Linked DNA regions of Mus musculus: region 1 is linked to region 2. Evidence: chromatin contacts called from public promoter capture Hi-C data. All regions are on one chromosome and are shown on one strand. Each heading gives the region's core, a stretch centred on a gene start, on an enhancer-like site or on the middle of the called end of the contact. The rest is flanking DNA. Distances are from core to core; before and after follow the strand shown. Region 1 holds the start of Rnaseh1 (ribonuclease H1). Region 2 overlaps Myt1l (myelin transcription factor 1-like).

Region 1 (4,845 bases), core at 499-2,998, 990 kb after region 2:
CAGGATCCCATATAGTCGGAATCCCACACTGTAGATCATTTCAAATTGGCTTTTCCTTTTAGCAGGGTATAGTTAGTGCTTCTTCATACTATTTCATCTTTCATAACTCATTTCAAGTCTGCATAATATTCCATAACTTTACCAACTCACTGTCTACTGGAAACTTGGCTTCCAAGTTTTGTCAATTATGAATTAAATCTCCGTACATGATTAAGTGCAGCTTAATGTGAAGGCATAGCTTTCCCCATTTTTTTATTTCCTCAAGACAGAGTTTCTGTGTGTAGCCCTGGCTGTCCTGAAACTCCTTTTGTAGACCAGGCTGGCCTGGAATTCAGAGATGCACATGTCTCTGCCTCCCAGCCTCCTGAGTGCGGGGATTTAAAGGCTTGTGCCACTATGCCTGGCCCAGTGTCTTTTCTAGAGCAGGAGTTTTTAACTGAATGAAGTTTAACATACAAGGACTTTTCATGGATTATAGGTTTGGTGTTGTATGGTGAGTCAAAGGGATCTGCTGTCAATTCCTTGGGACAAAGGTCACACCTCAATTTGGTTTCATTTTACATGTTAAGACCTGACAGCCCATTCTGCTAAATGCCATCCAATCCAAATAGCATACTAATACCACAAGGTCTTCCACAACTCCAGCACATACTAAAATTTTGTTATCTTTAAGACTCAATCACAGAAAAAGGGTTGGCAGTGGATATATTTCTTCCTTAGTACTGTCTCAGCTGTGCCTAGGGAAACATCCAGGTCACAGGGACAACAAACCTTGATATTAGAAGTTAGCTGTCATATACTCCCAAACCTGGACTTAAGCCCCGATTCTGCCTCTCATTTGACCTGGGAACTGCCACAGTACCGGTGAAACTGAAAACTTCATCTTGCCTCCAAGGGCTGCGACATGGATCCAAAGGCAAAGACCAGCTTCTGGCTTGAGACTCTCCACCTCTCCCCCTCCCTCATCTCTTCCACAGCCCATGCTGGCCTCTAACTTGTAGTGATCCTCCTGCCTCCACCTCAACAGTGCTGGAATTACAAACATGTGACAACACATCTCACCACGATTTTCCTTCTTAAAAACAGTCGGGGATGAGGATGTAGCTCAGCTGCTGGCCTAGTATGCACAAGCCCTGGGTTCAAACACCTGCAGTACACAAATTGAGCATAACGGTGCCTATCTGAAATCCCTGCGTTTGGTTAGTGAAGGCAGAAAGACCAGAAGTTCAATTTGGCACATAATCGGCTCGAGAAAAGTCACCCAGTAGGTATGAAAAATGTTTAAAAGATGAAAACACGAGGAAGTTGGGCGTGGTGGCCCAAACCAATGAGCTCAGCAGTCTGGACTACATGAGGTCCTGTGTCAAAAAACAAAACACCCACACACAGGAACGATCAGAACGTGGGAAGCCTTGTGTAAATTCTGGCTGCGGTGACCATGTGTTCTCTTTGGGAGGATTTGACTACAACACGGAAGGGCTAAACGAGCTGTTAGGTGTTTAGAATAAAGGGCTCCGCCAGGCTCCGTCTCACCAACTCAGGAAGACTCCGGTCCTGCGGCCTCTCCTCACCGCATAGAACATCCCGAGCCCGCAAATGCCTCGCCTCAGGCGTACGACGGCCAGTGTCACTGTGCGGGACAGCGGCAGCAGCCAGCGCATCACTCACGCCAGCGCGGCAACCCACATTGCTGCCCGCGAGCCTCCCGCCGGCGAGCCGACACACTTCCGGCTCAGGAAGGTGACGTCGCGAGGCGCCCGTCGCGGAGAGGGGCGGGGCCGAGGATTGTGTCTTCGGTTTCTTAGACGTCGGTGGAGACGTTCGGCCTGGAGACAGAGGTGTTTCCCAGCTGCCGAGTGCCTAGTCCAATCCCAGCACAGCAAAACTGATTTGGAAGCGAGAGGAAGAGGGGAAAGAAGGAATGAGAGGATGATGGCCGAATGAGGGAATAGATGTGAAGACAATGAGCCCCTGTAAAACTACATCCCATATTCTAGGATGCCCAACTCTGCAGAATAGGGTTCCCCTCCCCTTTGCCAGCAATGAATGAGAAGATGTCATGAATACATAACAACACTCTGGCCATATAATTCTGGACTACATAGAATGAAGCAAGTCACTGTTGCAAACTGGGGAATCGTTTTTATAACCCAAAATCAACTAAAATTTTAAAATCTACTCCTTAGGGACTACCAAGGCGACTTTGAAAGTGAAGGCACTTGCCACCAAGCTTAACAACTCTCCCACAAGTTGTCCTCTGACCTTCGCACATATGCACCAATGATAATGCACGCACACACCAACACATAGATGCAATTTTAAAGTAATAAATGTATATTCCTTGAAGTCATGAGTATGAAAAGTTTTTCTAAATATAAAGAAAAAATAGGGAAGGGAAAATTTCCCTTTAATGGTTGTCTCTGATTGTTTGCCCTTCAGCCAGCTGTCGGTGTGGTTTGTAGAATGTAAAGCAACTCTACCCTTCTCTTTCCTTTAGAAATCAGTTGTTTATTTATGTATTACTTTAGTTCATGTGTATGAGTGTTTCGCTTGCATCTATGTTTGTGCCACAGACATACTTTCTGCCCACAGAGGTCAGGAAATGGCATTGGCTCCCCTGGGATTGGAACTCAAGCCTTTGCAAAAGCAGCCACTATTCTTAATGAGTGAGCCATCTCTCCAGCGCCACCAGAGTTTTTGTTTGTTTGTTTGTTTTTTAATATTTGAAGCCAGACATGGTGCCTCAAACCTATTATCCCAGTACTGTGTAGACTACAGCAAGAGGATTACTGCAAGTTCAAGGGCAGTCTTGGCTACACGATGAATCCTGGCACTGGAGATTGAAATTAGGGTCTCACATATATTGGGCATAGGCCCTGCCAGAACTTCCTCTCATCCCTTCTTTTTATTTCTATGTAGCAAGTATTAATGTCTATCAACTCAAATAAAACCTCAAAATACCAACAATATTCTAAAGTTTAAAAAAGGGGGTAAGAAAGAAAAAAAAAGAAAAAAAAAAAAAACAAAAGAAGGGGGTATGGATATATCCAGTGTCTCGGAAACCGGGTGTGGTGGTACTTGCCTGTCATCCCAGACTGAGGAGTCAGGGATAAGGAGACCAATAGTCAAGGTCATCCTTGGCTACATAACTGGGGCCAAGATACAAGACACTTACTTTTTCAAGAAAAATAATTTGAGCCAGACGTAGTGGCTCACGCCTTTAATCCCAGCACTTGGGAGGCAAAGGCAGGCAGATCTCTGAGTTCAAGGCCAGCCTGGTCTACAGAGTTAGTTCCAGGACAGCCAGGGCTACAAAGAGAAAAAAAACACCTGTCTCAAAAAACCAAACCAAAACAAAACAAGAGCAAAAATCTTAATAACTGCTGGCTGTGGGTTAGATGGCTCAGTAGGTATACAAGCTTGCTGAGCAAGCCTGGTATCATGAATTGGATCTCCAGAACAAAAATAAAAGTTGTTGGGAAGCTTGGTGTGGTGCCTTGAGCCTTTAATCACTGCACTTTGTAGGCAGAGGCAGGAGAATCTCTGTGAGACTGGTCTACATGTTGAGCACGAAGACAGCCAGGACTACATAGAAAGACTTTGTTTTGCAGAGGAGTGACATCACAGTCTTCCTCTGACATCACAGGAATGCTGTGGCATGTGCTTCCATGCCAGCACGCATTAATAAAAACATGCTGACCTTGAAAATGACTAAAAGTCAACAAAAATCTTAATGTACAAAAATGTGTTCCAACTTTGAATTTATAACTTCAACTTAACTTTCTTGCCAATTACATTTTCTATAAGGACTGATTAACATTTAATGTAATTATTCTGTAAAAACACATTAGTGCCGGGCGTGGTAGCGCACGCCTTTAATCCCAGCACTTGAGAGGCAGAGGCAGGCGAATTTCTGAGTTCAAGGCCTGCCTGGTCTACAGAGTGAGTGCCAGGACTACAGAGAAACCCTGTCTTGAAAAAAACAATAAACAAACAAACAAACAAACAAAACCACGTTAGTATTTTCCAATATGTGTAATTTTGAAGACAAAACTCCTTGGTGGGACTGGAGAGATGGCTCAGTAATTAAGAATGCTTGCCTTGCTAGGGTGATGGTGAATGCCTTTAATCTCAGCACTCAGAAGGCAGAGGCAGGCAGATTTCTGAGTTTGAGGCTGGCCTGATCTTCAGAGTGAGTTCCAGGACAGCCAGGGCTACACAGAGAAACCCTGTCTTGAACAAATATCAAAAGAGAAAAATGTTATTAACATATCAATGTATTTCTCCTTCCTCTACAAAGAACATTTATGAAGATAGTCTGAGAGGGTAGAGTGAGCAAGTCTCCTACCTAGTGGGCTCTAGGGAGAGTAGACAGGAAAGGATTCAGATAGTGACACTCAGTGTACTTGATGCCTATCACACACACACACACACACACACACACACACTCACACACACACACACACACACCAATCTGGTCTAACTAACTCCATCTTATTCCTCTCTGGCTAAAGCTTATGGTGGTACCCTGAGATGTACTTTGGGATCATTAGACTCCTTTTATCTGTTTTCCCTATTTGATTCAAATTCATTAAATCTTTTCTCTTTGCCTTCTTTCAGTACTCTTTTAAAGGTGGTGATGGTGATGGTGGTGGTGGTGGTGGTGGTGGTGGTGGTGTATGCTTGAAGCTGTCCGAGGAGGCCAGAAGAGGGTGTGAGAAATCCCTTGAGCTGGAGTTACAGGGCCCTGAGAACCGAATCCAGGAAGAACATCCCGTGCTCTCACCCGCTTAGCCATCTCTCCAGCCCCTGGCACCTTTTCTTTAGGTGATCCTTTGGGTCAGG
Region 2 (5,075 bases), core at 309-2,808:
CTGCTTACTGGCTTGCTCCTTATGGCTTGCTCAGTCTGCTTTCTTACAGAACCCAGGACCACCTGTCCAGAAATGGCATGACCCATAATGAGCTGGGCTCTTCTCCTTAAATCACAAATTAAGAAAATTCTCTCCATGCTTGCCTATAGCTGGATATTATGGAGGCTCTTTCTCAACTGAAGCTCTCTTCTCTCTGATGCTTGTATCATGTTGACATAAAACTACCACTATAGCACCCTAGACTTTTTCAAAGATTTCCCAATGCCCCATGGTGTACTTGACACAAATGGCTTTTCTGCAGGAAGCTGAGTGGCTGATTCGAGGCAGTTCTTCTGTTTAGTTCTTCTTGGGCACATTGGATGCCCTGAGCACTGGTTGATGGCATCAGGAAATGCTCCAGAATGCTTTCTGCCTCGCCATGCTTCTAAAGGAGCCCTGCTAATGGCAGGAATGATGAGGCTCTCCCAATTTCAGGCCTGGGAGGTGTTCCCTGCATGGTCTCCACTCCTGGGGCCAGCACTTGACTTTGTGCACCTTCAACCCTGCAGGCCTGACTTGTCTGAGGTTTCTCAGGGCACAAATGCCTTTTCTATCAGAGGCTTCCGCTGTGAGAAAGTGCATGTGGGCTACCGTCACAACTCTACTTTCATTCCAGTGGAAATTATTTTAGCTTTTATAGTGCTTTTTGTTTTTTGTTTTCTTGATTGTATGAGCAAGAAGGGTAAAGGACACCTGCCCACAGAATCAACACACCTGGGCTCATAGAGGCTCATAGAGGCTCATTGAGACTGAACCAACAATTAGGGGGCCTGCATGGCCCTAACCTAGGCCTTCTTCATATATGTTACAGTTATATAGCTTGGTCATTTGGTGGGACTCCTAATGCAGGGAGCAGGGACTGCTTCTGACTCTTTTACCTGCTTTTTGGACCCTCGTCCTCCTGCTGGGCTGTCTCATTCATCCTTGATATGATTGGAAGTGCCTAGTCTTATTGTAACTTGATATGCTGTGTTTGGTTGATATCCCAGGAGGCCTTCCCTTTTCTGGGGATAAATGGAGGGGGAGTGGATGGGAAGGGAGCTGGAGGGAGGGGAGGGATGGGAAGAGAGCTGGGGGGAGGGACTGGGAGGAGAGGAGGGAGGAGAGGCTGTGGTCAGGATGTAATATATGAAAGAATAAATTAATAAGAAAAAAATAAAAATTTTCCTTTTTCAGAGTTCTGAATGAGCCTAGGCTAAAACATGAGGGATGTGTTTTGACAGTGTGTCTTCCTCAGGCCTGCAAAGCTGAACACTAAGATCCAGGCAACTGTCTGCCAGTCCTCATGCAGCAGAGGGAGGAATAGACGCCTGGGTTGGGGTGGAGTTAATAATGAGACCCCGTGAGACACAGCCCAAGGACTCTGTCCTGAGCATGGTTTGCTTTCCTAGACTGGTGTCTCCGCACCATCTGGACCTGAAAGGCAATTTCCAACAGGACTTCCTTATAGTTTAGTGGTCACGTCTGGAGTCCAGATGGTGGCGAGGAAGCAGTGCGTCCCAGCTGCCTGTGGGAATGAACATCCCTATGCCTTGCATACACATCCCTACCTCCTCTCCCCGTGTTTCTACTGATGGAAGGACCACACTCTGGGGCGTGATGAAGGACCTATGCTAATAATTTATGGGAACTCTCTGGTTCACCATCTTCCCTGCTGGAATAGGGTTGTGTTTCCCTTCATGCCAAGTTAGCCATATGTTAGAAGCCCCACTCCCATGCTTACGTACACACTGTTTCAGAACAGCTTGTGAGATGATAATTCAATTTCTTACGTCTATGAAATTCAAAGTATGTCCACTTCCAGATTCTCAAAAGAGAAAGGAAGGAACCTTTACAGAAAATAAAGACTATAATAAGACAGGAAGGCACATTACAACAGAATATGAGACGACATCTTAAAGAGAGACAGCAGGACATCAGAAAAGGGAGAGTGAGGGCAAGACTTTTCTTTCCGTGTTTAAATGTATGTGATTAGAGTCCAAATCAGTTACAGATTTGATCATAGAATCCAATATTTTGTGTGTTGGTATGCATCTGGGCAGTTCTGAGAGTCCAAATCTCCTTGCCATGTGCAGATTTTCCTATCACATTGCTCAAGTTTCATTCCTGATACTGTTAACAAAACACTGGACAAAAGCAACTTAGGGGCAGAACAGTAAACCTTTTCCCTTCAGCTCACACTCCATACTGGAGCGCATCATAGCAAGGAGTTCACAGTGGCAGGGGCTTGAAGCGGCGAGTCACATCCATGAGAGGAGAGAGCGAATGAGCTCAACGTGCCTGTCTGTCCTCACTTCACTTTGTCTTTCTTCAGTCCAGGACTCAGTCCTTAGAACACGGTCCAGGGGCTAGGGATTCAGTTGTGTGAGAGGAATTCCAGTGATGGTAAGAACATTCCAAACAACAAAACCAAACAACAACAACAACAACAACAACAACACCATAACAACAAACAAACGCTTAACCACAACAAGACAAGGGTCTTGTAACCTCAGTTTCTTCAAAACAGAATTATCCTTCGAATGTGTTTGTAAGCTTCTTCCATGTGTATTGGATATGAGCAAGTTTACTTCAGATTATTCATTATTGCTTGCTATTTTTGTTCAATTAAATGTTTAAACTATCCTTTATATGCCTCTATGAAAAAACATGTTTTGCCACATGTGGCTTGTTCTTGTGATGATATACAGTATGAACTCATAAACACTTGTGTGATTGCCCTTAACCCTCCAAGTGTGAATTGTCTGAGGCTCTGAATAAAGTTGGCTATTACATGAGACTTTAGTCTGCCTCATTTATCAGCTCCATTCTCCCAGGTCCCATAAGCTCTACTGGTGACAGTCATGAAATGGTGCTCTCAACATTCTAGGTAGGTCTTTCTAACTCAATTAATCCAGTTAGGAAAATCTCTTAAAAACATGCTCACAGGACAACCTAATCCACACGATTCCTTACCTGGGCTTTCTTCGAAGGCAATTCTAGATTATATTAAGTTGAGTAAACTTAGCATATCACAAGAATCTCCCTAGACCCTGGGTAGGATTGGTGCTGATAATGAAACCGTGATTTAATCAGGGAGCGTGGTTCCAATTGATAACATGAAGGAGACCAATGCTCAAAGTTTACAATGTGGAGGTATCAATAGATAAAGACATCCTCTGTATAACCTCCAATGTATAACAAGCTTAAGATGTGTCTGTCCTTCACTTCAGACCTGTATTCATAGTCTCCATCTTGTGGCAATCTCAATCCTGATGCATAAAAGGCCTCCTGAACCCACGGGGATGTGACCAGAGCCACCAAGACTCTGACTTAGTGCCTAGGATGGGATATTAAGGGCTTTATCCTGACTATTGGATATGTGGAAGCAAGGGAAGTGAACTCCCCAGCAGGCTGAAGTGGATCTACATGGAATACCCCTGTCAGGAATTTGGCAGCATGTGTGCTAATTTTGAATATGCATATGCTGATTTAACAATTTTAGTTCCTAGTGTCTACCAAATATGTTTTAGTCACACGTGTGCATAAATGCATGTTAAAATTGTCATTACAGTATTGCATTTAATCAAAAATCTTGGGTGAAATGAATTGATTTGATGATTCTAGCTAAAACATGAATCTAGAATCGATCCTTGTGCACGACAAGCAAGACAACAAAATGGACGCTGCACGGGACACAGTCTAACACTCTTGAGACACAGGACACAAACCAAAGCCCAGTGCTCTACCTTGTGCTTCCATGAGTAAAACACGCATGCGCAGAGTGCCAATGAGGGTGCATATAAACCATAAGCTTACAGAAGTCATGCTCAGAAAGACGGGTGGGAATATGGAATGGGAGAGCATCCCTACCTTGCCCTGTGGATTCTGTTTAAAACTTGATTATGAAAGCAAATTCATGTGCATTTATGTCACGGACTAAAATCATGATATCATATATCCATTACTAGTTTCAAAAGTATACATTTTGATTGCAGTAAAGAATGATAGATGAACTTAGGTTTGAAATGTATACTTCTAAAATTATTATAATTTCATGACATTTAAACCATTCACTGGCACAAGGTATAGTTTAAGGTTGGTCCTAGAGCCTATTGTTATGTACACACCAGGAAACATCACACCAAGGAAATCACAGTGAGGCTCTATTAGTGCATTATGGTGTATTTTTCCAGGTTGAATGAAATGATACAGGCAATTAAAAACATAGATAATTAAAGCTAAGAATAATCAGTTTTGAGGAATATCCTTCTCTTCTCTTCTGGGTGCTGCAGCACTGGGAGGACACTTGGCTGTTTATGTTCTCATGGAGACCGTCCATGGACAGTAAGGATCTATCTCTAAGACACTGTGCTAGCAATGGACACACTCAAGAACATAATAATTCTTCACGCAGAATGTGAAAGGTAAAGATAATAGTAGCTAAAGAGGACTATCCTGGGCCTTGTTCATCCCATCTTATGGTGTCTGGTTGTGTAAGTGTAGAGGGGATAAATCTTTATAAAATCTTTTAAATGACCACTGTGCCAGCATTTGACCCTGGAAGTGTCCCATCCATCCACTAACCTTTCCAATTGCTAGTGTCTTTTGGCAATTGACAGACCAAATGCTTGTCCCTCTCCTTGAATCTGCAGCTTTACATTACCAAAGAAACCCCAAACCAGAAGATGTCGACCTTGTGTGCCTTCCTTTCTTTCTTGAAAGTCCTTTGGTTCCACCATGATGTCCCCTTTTGCTGAGCTCTCATCACCTCCATACCTGTTCCCTAACTGCCTCTTATTCTTCCATACTCTTAGAAAAATCTCTGTGCTATTCCTCATGGCATGTCACACACCCGCCATCTATCCATGGTTACAGTACTATCATCACATTATAACTCTTACACCTGTATTACAGTTGAAAATTTAAAGTGACTTTGCACACAGACTTGTAGATAGAGTCTTGCCAATTACATGGGTGAAGAAACTGAGCCCTTGACGCAGAAGACAGAAGCAGAGCTTGGAAAGAAAGCATGATTACTCTGGTCTTGACATCTC

Evidence for each region. Promoter capture Hi-C pulls out the DNA fragments that hold promoters and counts their contacts.
Region 1: a promoter capture Hi-C map of embryonic stem cells shows a contact between it and region 2, with 4 times the contacts expected there. The contact joins the promoter of Rnaseh1 here to the enhancer-like site in region 2. A contact is called at or near these places in 3 of 39 promoter capture datasets (cranial neural crest, embryonic stem cells and liver).

What each region holds. Positions count from the first base shown.
Region 1 is chr12:28,646,505-28,651,349 of GRCm38.p6, reverse strand. It overlaps Rnaseh1 (ribonuclease H1), which reads right to left and starts at 1,748. Exons shown (of 8, transcript NM_011275.3): 1 at 1,534-1,748. The coding sequence starts at 1,661.
Region 2 is chr12:29,636,409-29,641,483 of GRCm38.p6, reverse strand. All of the region lies in intron 2 of Myt1l (myelin transcription factor 1-like), which reads right to left. Among named protein-coding and RNA genes, the nearest start is that of C630031E19Rik, 47 kb to the left of the region's middle. Within about 2 kb of position 1,558, at least 7 of the 459 cell types and tissues checked have an H3K27ac peak or open chromatin away from gene starts, as enhancers often do.